Regions from separate parts of the Zea mays genome. Here regions 2 and 3 are each linked to region 1. Evidence: chromatin contacts called from public Hi-C data. All regions are on one chromosome and are shown on one strand. Each heading gives the region's core, a stretch centred on a gene start, on an enhancer-like site or on the middle of the called end of the contact. The rest is flanking DNA. Distances are from core to core; before and after follow the strand shown.

The links. Hi-C and Micro-C count contacts between places; a contact is called where the count stands out from the background.
Region 2: a Hi-C map of ear shows a contact between it and region 1, with 4 times the contacts expected there. The contact joins the promoter of LOC107161152 here to the promoter of LOC103648264 in region 1. A contact is called at or near these places in 7 of 25 Hi-C or Micro-C datasets (bundle sheath, ear, leaf and 3 more) and 1 of 3 datasets of contacts at active chromatin or transcription factors (leaf).
Region 3: a Hi-C map of ear shows a contact between it and region 1, with 2.6 times the contacts expected there. The contact joins the promoter of LOC100383355 here to the promoter of LOC103648264 in region 1. A contact is called at or near these places in 6 of 25 Hi-C or Micro-C datasets (bundle sheath, ear and leaf).

Annotation. Positions count from the first base shown.
Region 1 is chr2:240,628,581-240,631,505 of Zm-B73-REFERENCE-NAM-5.0, reverse strand. It overlaps LOC103648264 (putative EDM2-like family protein), which reads right to left and starts at 1,567. Exons shown (of 12, transcript XM_008672753.3): 1 at 1,166-1,567.
Region 2 is chr2:240,487,058-240,490,074 of Zm-B73-REFERENCE-NAM-5.0, reverse strand. It overlaps LOC107161152, which reads right to left and starts at 1,674. Exons shown (of 1, transcript NM_001319219.1): 1 at 1-1,674. The coding sequence starts at 1,430.
Region 3 is chr2:240,450,772-240,453,604 of Zm-B73-REFERENCE-NAM-5.0, reverse strand. LOC100383355 reads left to right here and starts at 1,545. Exons shown (of 5, transcript NM_001176011.1): 1 at 1,545-2,833. It overlaps LOC100191926, which reads right to left and starts at 816. Exons shown (of 7, transcript NM_001359564.1): 1 at 479-816; 2 at 324-370; 3 at 41-103. The coding sequence starts at 649.

The DNA.
Region 1 (2,925 bases), core at 318-2,817:
AATGAACACTGGTAATTTGCTTTCACGGAGACCAAACAATATGACATTTTGCACAAAAAAAAAGCAAGAACAAATAGATACTCTTTTATTCAGAACAGGGCTAACAACAAGACAAAATGCAGTAAACAATAACTAATGATCTATGGAAGCATTAGCTTACTAATCGAAATAATACACTGAAAACAGGAATATGACATGTGGTTATCAGGTGAATAACCATGAATATAAGAGCACACATTGAAGTGTTCGTAATATAGCAACCTGCAAGGCAACTAGCTTGATAATGTTACTAACAAAGCAGTCATCACCCAAAAGTTAATACACAGTTTCCCACTAATTTGATATTGTAGTTTGAGTATTTGACATCTCATGGCAATACATCAAATATTTAACACTCCAACTGCTCGGCTGCAACTACAGACTTACAATAAAGAATTTAAGCGATAAGCCGATAAGACAAACCGATAAGCTAGAAGCTCGTGAGGGGTGAAAAATTCCTACACAACCTCCATCAAACTACTGGCAATGAGGGGGGTGAAAGATTTGGGGGAATTCAGAATCAACCAGCCGGCCCAGCCCTTAGTGGTCTAAGTTTGCAGACGCTCCACATGAAATTACCACTAAATAAAAATGTTGCACAAGAAGTAACACGAAACAGACGTTCTGACTTAATTGTGGGATAAAATTGACTATATTTAACGCCACACAATCACTAATGCAAATGCAGTCCACACGAAAGAGACGTTCTGACTTAATTGTGGGATAAAAATGTTACAAAACAGTCCACACAAATCTCAGGCTTTCTTTCTATACCACTTCTAGTTCGTTCAAGATTTGTATGGACTGTTTTGTAAGGCCGTATACAAGCAACTGTAAAAGGCTGGAACTGAATTTTTTCCATTGTCTAAAAATATTTAACGCCGCCCTTGAATGCAGGACACCCGATTTTTTTTCAAAGAAATCGAGGTTAGTAGGCATACTGCATGCATATACACTTGTAACTAGATTCAGATCCGGATACAAAAGGTACGTTAGGGTTTAGGCGCACGGTTTCGCACAGCAAGAAGTGAGGACCAAGGGGAGGACGTATCAACGGATTACGTTACGGTTTGGGCGCACGGCTTCGCGCAGCAGGAAGGGAAGACCGGGGGGGGGGGGGGCATACCTGGTGGTGCCCGTCGCCGGCGAAGGTGGCGAAGTAGGGCGGCGGCGGCAGCGACAGCGGGCCCAGTCGTCGTTCGGCGATGGAAGAAGACGATAAGAGGCTTTGGAGTTGCGGTGATGGAAGGAGAGAAGGCAGGGAGGTTTTGGAGTTACAGTAACCGTACTACGTGGTTTAGGCCCTTTTGATAGGCCGTTTGTGTTACAGTAACCGTATTAGGCTTATTCCGATTGAATGGAATTAGATGTGTTTAAATTCCAATTAAGTTAAAGTTCTTTTAAATTTTTTCTAATTTCATCTAATCCATATATAATGGGAATAACTGAATAAGTCCTTACATGGTTGAGGCCCTAAAGCCCCGTTCCGCAAACCCGAATCAAAGCCAGGCCACCAAGCCAACCAGCCCGGGACCCAGTGGATCACTCATTCCTAGCTATAGCCAGGAATCCATCCAGGTGTGGGTCAAAATCATACAGATTTATTCTTGATTCGGGTAAAAAGAACACATGGACCGGATTCTAAACCAGATTGTTTTATTCCGCTTGAAGCAAAACAAGGAATAGACCAATCCATCCAAAACGAACTAGTCGGTTACCCGTGCGTTACGACGGCTCACAACAATATCCACGTAAACTATCAACCAAAAAAATCTCAAATTTTTTATTGATTGTCTCCGCTCTCTACATATTTTTTTAAATTTAACTAACTGATGTTGTTGTTTACTACATCCAATATGTCTTGGTACAATACGACCAATAAAGGGAGCGATTAGAAGAGAGTTCACAACGACTGACTGAACGAACAGAAATTATAAAATGACATAATTCCACCATACAGAGACCAAATAAGAGGAAGTTTGTGAGCTCAAATTTCTAAAATAAGTCACATGAACTCAAACTTATAAAAAGATAGATCAAAATATGAAGTGGTTGCTAAAGTCAGACATCAATAAAAGCTAGATGCGCTCCATACAAATCATGTTACTTCGTAGCAATGACTAACATTTAAAACCAACAAATAACTTTTTCTTTTATTGATAACGTGATAAATCATTGCTGCTTCATCCAATTCAGCAACCTCAAACATCATGGAGTCCATTGGGTTAATGTTGTCTCAGAAACGACCTAATGCATGCAAGAGCCAAGAACACAAGGGACGAGCATCCTGTGGTAGTGCCCGCATAGATCTCCAAATCATAACACATATTTTGCAGGATCCATGAGCCATCATCAGAAGAACACAAACCATGTGCAGACAATAAATAAAGTATTAACACATCCAAGTTATGTTCAGTCCTTAGCACAACAAAAAACTAACACCAAAACAACAAAGGAACAACACAATAATTTCGGCAATGATAGAAGGATGGGTAACAGGTACATAGAAGTGGTAGAAGCATACCGACTTGACACCGGTAAGGGAAAGGGCATGTAGACAGGTGACGCCGAGCCATTGAACGAGTACCATAGGCAGCAAACCAGGGACCCACATCCCTCGCCTCCACCACTTCTAAGGTTTCGTAGAGCAGGAAGGGAAGGCAAGAGGTAGACATATATGTTCGTTGCCGGAGAAGGACACGACGAAGACCTGGGCATCTGGAGGCGACATATATAGTAACTGCTAGATACATATAGGGAGAGAGTAAGCAAACAAAGAAAGAAGCCCAGCCGGAGCAGCTCCAAACCAAGAGGCACCCGCACCAAGCTTCAGTTTGAGAAGGGTGGGAGAATGTGACTGTCTTCCCAACCCTGGACCCGCCGATG
Region 2 (3,017 bases), core at 425-2,924, 140 kb after region 1:
TGCTGGTGCGTCATCGTCGTCACGTCCTGCTCCCACGCGATCCCCGTCACCGCGTCCCACTGCCCCATCCCTGTCGCCACGCCCTGCTGCTTCCTGATCGTTTCCTGCTTTCCCGCCTGCTCTAGCAGGGCGGCCAACTCCTGCAGCATCGCCTCGGTTTCGCCGTCCAGGTGGCCGTTTCCAAGGGCGATGTCGAGCCCTTGCTGAGCGTGCTGCTGCTGCGTCATCTCCCGGGGGTTCATGTCGTCATCCACTCCGGCAACCTGCCCCGCGGCGGCCACCTGCTGGTGCTGGTGCTGGTGCATGTCCGGATGGCCGTACCCGTACCCCAGTGCGACCTCCGTGTCATCGTATTGTGCGGCGACGTTATCCAACTGACGAGCGCCGCCCGCGGACATCAACCCCGCCGCCGCGACCTGATGCTGCTGCAGTAGCAGCAACAGCAGCATGTCCTGCTCGCTCGCCACCTGCGACGCGGCAGCCGGCTGCTGCGCCTCAGGCATACGCTGGAGCCATGGCGACGCGTGGGGCACCGCCGCAGGGTCGTGGTCGTGGTACGGCTGCGCCGAGGCGAATTGCTGCGACATGATGCCCATCCCCGTAGCAAACTCCGCCGTGCAGGCTTCCTCCATCGGCTGCGGCATCTCCTGGTGGCCGCCAGGCCCGCCACGAATCCCGGCATACTGCGGGGCGGGGTATTGGTGCTGCCACGCAGCGGCCGGGGCCTGCTGCATCATCGTCAGTAGGTCATGTTCCCTCGCGCCCCCCGCCGCCGCGTCCCAGTACTGCCCCATCTCTGTTTTCTGGATGATCTGCTGCTTTCTGTTTCTGGAGAGCTCTGCCATATCCAACAACTCCTGCAGCTGCAGAATCTCCTGGGATAGCTCGGCCGGGTGGCCGTGCCCAAGGATGATGCCGTGCTCATTCTCGGCGTCTTGCGTCACAAGGTGCTGCTGCTCGCCCGTCGTCGCCCCCCAACCGCCCAGCAGCCTGTAGTCCTGCTCGTGCTGCAGCGCGGCGTCGACCTGCGCCTGCGCCTGCGCCTCCAGCCCTGCGGCAGCAACGTCGACCGGCTCGGACGCGACCTCGGCGTCGAACTCCTCCCGCGCATCGTCGACCTGCTCCCTGTACTTGTCGTTCACCTCCTGGTCCTGGAGGATGCAGAGGTAGGAGACGCGGTCGAAGGTGGGGTCCCGCGCCCACGCCCTGGCCTCTTCGACGAGCGTGTCCACGGCGAGCCGCCTCTGCTCGGGGAGTCCGATGTCCTCGGGCATCTTGGACACGTTGCTGGCGCCGAAGACGCCGTGCACGGCGGCGAACTCCTCCGCCGAGAAGTAGGCCGCGAAGACGCAGCGCGGCACGCATCTGCACCGGAGCGTCCTGCACGCCCCGCATGGCGCCCCCGCCACAGCGCCCCCGTCCGCCGGCATCTCCTTCGCGCAGCGCAGCGCAGGGTGACGCCTGGCGCTGGGCTGGAGCAGTGCAACTGTGCAAGTGGGGAGGTGTTGTTCGTCCTCGTTGGGAACAGAGAAAAACAGAAAGTCGTTTGGGATGGAATCCTCGGTCAGGTGGCTGGCTGTGGGTCCCACGGCCAAAAGGGATAGTTGAGCGTCTCTGGGCACTGGGCCCAGGTTAGTTACGGGTGCGGTAAAAAAAACGTGGATTTCAATCTTCGATTCATAGATCGTACTAACAACTCGGATTGTCGAAAATTAAACACGATATGTCTCCTGCCTTCGAAGCAAAAGTAGTTGATGGTAGAACATGCATGGTGGCCACGGAGTCGAGGATTTGAAATCAAAGAACAACTGCCTCATTCTTAGTTTGCTGCACAGGTTGTTCACTTCAGAGCACTCCTCCTGGCCTGGGCTCGCTGGATACGCGAGCACGTGTGCATGGCAACTCTTCATGGTAGTGTGTCCGGTGACCACTGGGAAACGATCCACACTCTGCTGCCCCTCTACCGATCCATCACAAGCTAGCTGTTCAGTTCATGACGGCAGTTCTACTGCTTTCTGCTATGATGCATGCCACGGGGAGGACGATCTCGCTACAAGATTTCCAGCCTTGTATAGTCAGAGTCAGAGATCAGCGTCCGATCAGTCATGGATACAAGTATCTGACTCTCACCTGGTTCCCCGCCTCAGCCCCCAAGCAGCTGAAGAACGGGGCTGCCTGCGGATGTCTCTGAGCACCCTCGAGTTGACGAACTCGCCAGATGCTCGGTCTTGCCCGATCATCCACAGAAATGGGAAGCTCCTCACCGTGTTAGGGTTCGGATGGCTGCTTTACTTCGTGTGTTCGATCGCCCTTTCCTCCTTCATGTTTCGTGCCGCGAGCTGTAGACGGACGATGGCTGTCAGGCAACGTTTTGGGCCATATTTACTGGACCGTAGTGCCCGGGCTAGCCGGGCTATGCCTCCGCCACTGATTCTGATGTTCTCGCAATAAACCAGATCAAGAGTAGAAACACAACTTTATCCTTAGTGTTTAAATTAGAATAAATTTATAGTTATCAAGGACACAATTGTAATTTCGTCTGAACTGTGTCACATGTCTATAAATAGATGAACAGTAACATATATTATTCACGTGATCATTGAAGAGAGTAATTAGAGAAAGTCCAAAGTGCAATCTCAGTTATTCATTCTCATAAAGGTATTCTTCTATTTCCCTTCGCACGGAGCCGAAGATACAAATGTATTCATTTGTTTTTGTATTATTCAAAGTATGATCTTATAACATATATAAATAAAAGAAAGGAAGAGTTAATCTCTTATCATTTACTCACCATTTTAACATGAACACCTTTGTCATATTATAAACTTTCACTTATGAACAACCTTCAACGAAGGATTGATTGGAGGCGAAATTACATACCCACTATCACCTTTGTCCAAGAACTATTATCTTCAAAATAAGATAATGCTTCGAATGACGAAGATTCTTAATGTTTAATTAATATTATGTTGCCTTATTTTTAATTGATAGCAATTGAAAACAAGTAACCAATAGTG
Region 3 (2,833 bases), core at 296-2,795, 180 kb after region 1:
ATGCGTCGTCGTCGGTGGTGTGGCAGAACAGAACTTGTACCTCGTAGGGTCCTTCATGCTGATTGCCTGCCAACACATGGGGCACTGGGAGCTCCTCTGGCACCTGTAGGATCCAATACAATCACGATGCTCAGAGAGTCAGAGGTAGTATCAAGCCAAGCAAACGGGTGATTCAGAGCAGATCTTGCGAGGGATTCAGACTAGCTGCCGCGCATCGCATTCAGCACGGATCGATAGAACAACTGCGCGGAAACGAAAACAAACACGGAGAAACAGGAACAGCAGGAAGCAATAACAGTCAGACAGACAGAGCGAGTCCTCACCACTCGAGGATGCACTGGAGGTGGAACTCGTGCTTGCAGCTGGTCACCTGGTGATGGAACAAGAAGAAGAAGAAGAGGTTCAAGAAGCCGCACGCGCAAGGAGGTGGTGGTTCATCTCATCTCATCTCATCTCATCTCATCACGGGAGCACGTACCGCGGAGGGGTCACTGTCGGAGAAGGTCTCGAGGCAGATGCTGCAGGTGTCATCGCAGCCGTCCTGAACGCCGCCCTCCACGAAGGCCGCCGCCGACGAGTGCCTCTCCATCTGCGCCGCCGCCGACGAGTGCCTCTCCATCTGCGCCGCCGCCGCTGCCGCCGCGTCCATCCCCACCTCCCTCCCTCGCTCTCTCTTTCTCTCTCTCCGATCAAAAACCGCTTCCGCGAACGATCCCTGCAACACAGGCTTCGGCAACGGGAGGGGAATCGGGGGCGAGTGTCTCGTATCGCTACCTCCAAACCTACTCAGTCCAAGGCCCAAGCAATAGCACGGCGATCGCCGCCAAATGGTACCACTGCTAGAGATAGAGAATAGATTAGTAGACTGTAGACCAAGTCCGCCGCGTGGAATCGATCTCCTCCCGCGGCCGGCGACGACCGCGGCACGCGTCCACGGCAAGGGAAAAGGCGAGGAAACGGCCCCGCCTCGTCCGTCCGCGGCTGACGGGTGGGCCCGCTGGTATTTTACGCGGTCCGTGACGCTGACATGGTGGGTACATCTAGCCCGCTGGTGCCAAGACAGCCAGACAGGAGGGGACTGGGAGGCCTCGAGAACGGCGACACTGTCAGCCCTCAGCCGTCAAGAGCCGGTGGTCAAAGAACGGTTCGGTCCGCTTATGATTTCTTTTGACACTTGATAAATGTTTGGAACAAATCTAGCTTCAGAAAATTTGGTAGAGTTGTTAGAATATATCATTACGATCTCTATAAAGTCATGAAGCTAGATTTCTAAACATTTAGAAAATCTTTACTACATATTAAGGCTCCAAAGGTAGCCTGCCGTTCTGCCGTCCAGTGATCTCGACCGTCCGTTCGGCCGTCCATGGATCGTCCCCGTCCATGGACCTCGTGCCGCCCCCACAGCCAACCCCTGCTCCAACTGCGATCCCCACGCCGCTCTCCCCCTTCACCCACCAGCCCCCCAAATCTCACGGGCTCACGACGATAGACCCGCCCTCTGTGCCACAAAGGAGCTCCTCTCCATCCCATCTCCAACGTCGCCCCAACCCCCATCACCGACAGGGAACCCACCTCTCACGTCGACACCGCCAGAGGAGGAGATGGTGGAGATACGGGCGTTGCGATCCGAGGCAGCACGCTAGAGCGACGAGAGCGTGGCGACGTGGAGATCATGGGAGTCCTGCGCAGCGTCGCGGCGAGGCGCCCGTCGGGGAGGCAGCGGGCACGGAGAGAGCGGAGAGTGACGGCGACAACGGGTCCCGCCTGTCGCGCGAACCAGGGAAATATCTACATCTCGTCTGCGCCGCCGCTGGGATTTATTAGGGTTCTACTTCTAGCCCAGGCCAACTCCACACCAATCCAATCCTGGGGCGGGCGACTGCCTCCTTCCCTCGATTTGACGTGCGCTTCCTCTTCCTCGCTCGCTCTCGGTCGCAGTCACAGGTACCTACGTCCTGTTCTTCCTCGCTTATGGATTTCTTTCCGCGTGGAAGGTAGTAGATCTCTCTTTGCTCGATCTGTTTTCGTTTTGTAAGATTCATTCACGTCTGCGCTGTGGCTATTTATTCAGATTTGGTCGTCATTTCTGGGTTTGACCAGCGTAAGCATTGGCCCCGATCTGGATTCTGGAGCTTGACTGTATCTCCTTTTGTTTTTTTATTTTGTACTATCTAACATAGATTTTGCGTCTAACAATCATTAAGTTACACGCACGCATGATTATATTTGAAGTTTAACCTTGCCGTGTTGTGGTTAAGTGCGCTTCTGAGCACATTATGTACTGAATTCTGCAAATCAGTAAAGGAATTATAAATTGTAGAGTCAACTTCCGTTAGGGTACGCTAATAACATGCCCGAGAACGTGTATTTCCTTAAGAAGAAGTTCTTCTGCTTATAAAATACTCTTTGTGTCTTTGTTTCTCGGAGGTGCTGCTTTTCTAAAATAAATATCACAGCTTTAGTGATCAGTGATTATTGACTAGGTTATCTGTAACCACCACAGAATCTCTGAAAGTAGACCAGAGAAATCTAGCGGTAATAATCATCGGGGTCAGCTTCTTTAGCCATGCCCCCCGACTGCCCGACGGGGACTTCATGGCAGATTCGAACACCATGTCCATGGGCTTCCCTGTTTTCCCTCCCCTTCCCACCGTCACTCCTTGGAACGCGCTAAACACGTACGGGCAGCCCCATGATTGAATGGGCATTCATTCCCATTGCACGTGCAACCAAATTCGAATTCATGTTATTCTTATCACTGTGGTTTTTCATTTGCCGCAGGCCCACAACACAAGCAACTTTCTTATTACTGTCGGGGTTCCGAAGCCAACAA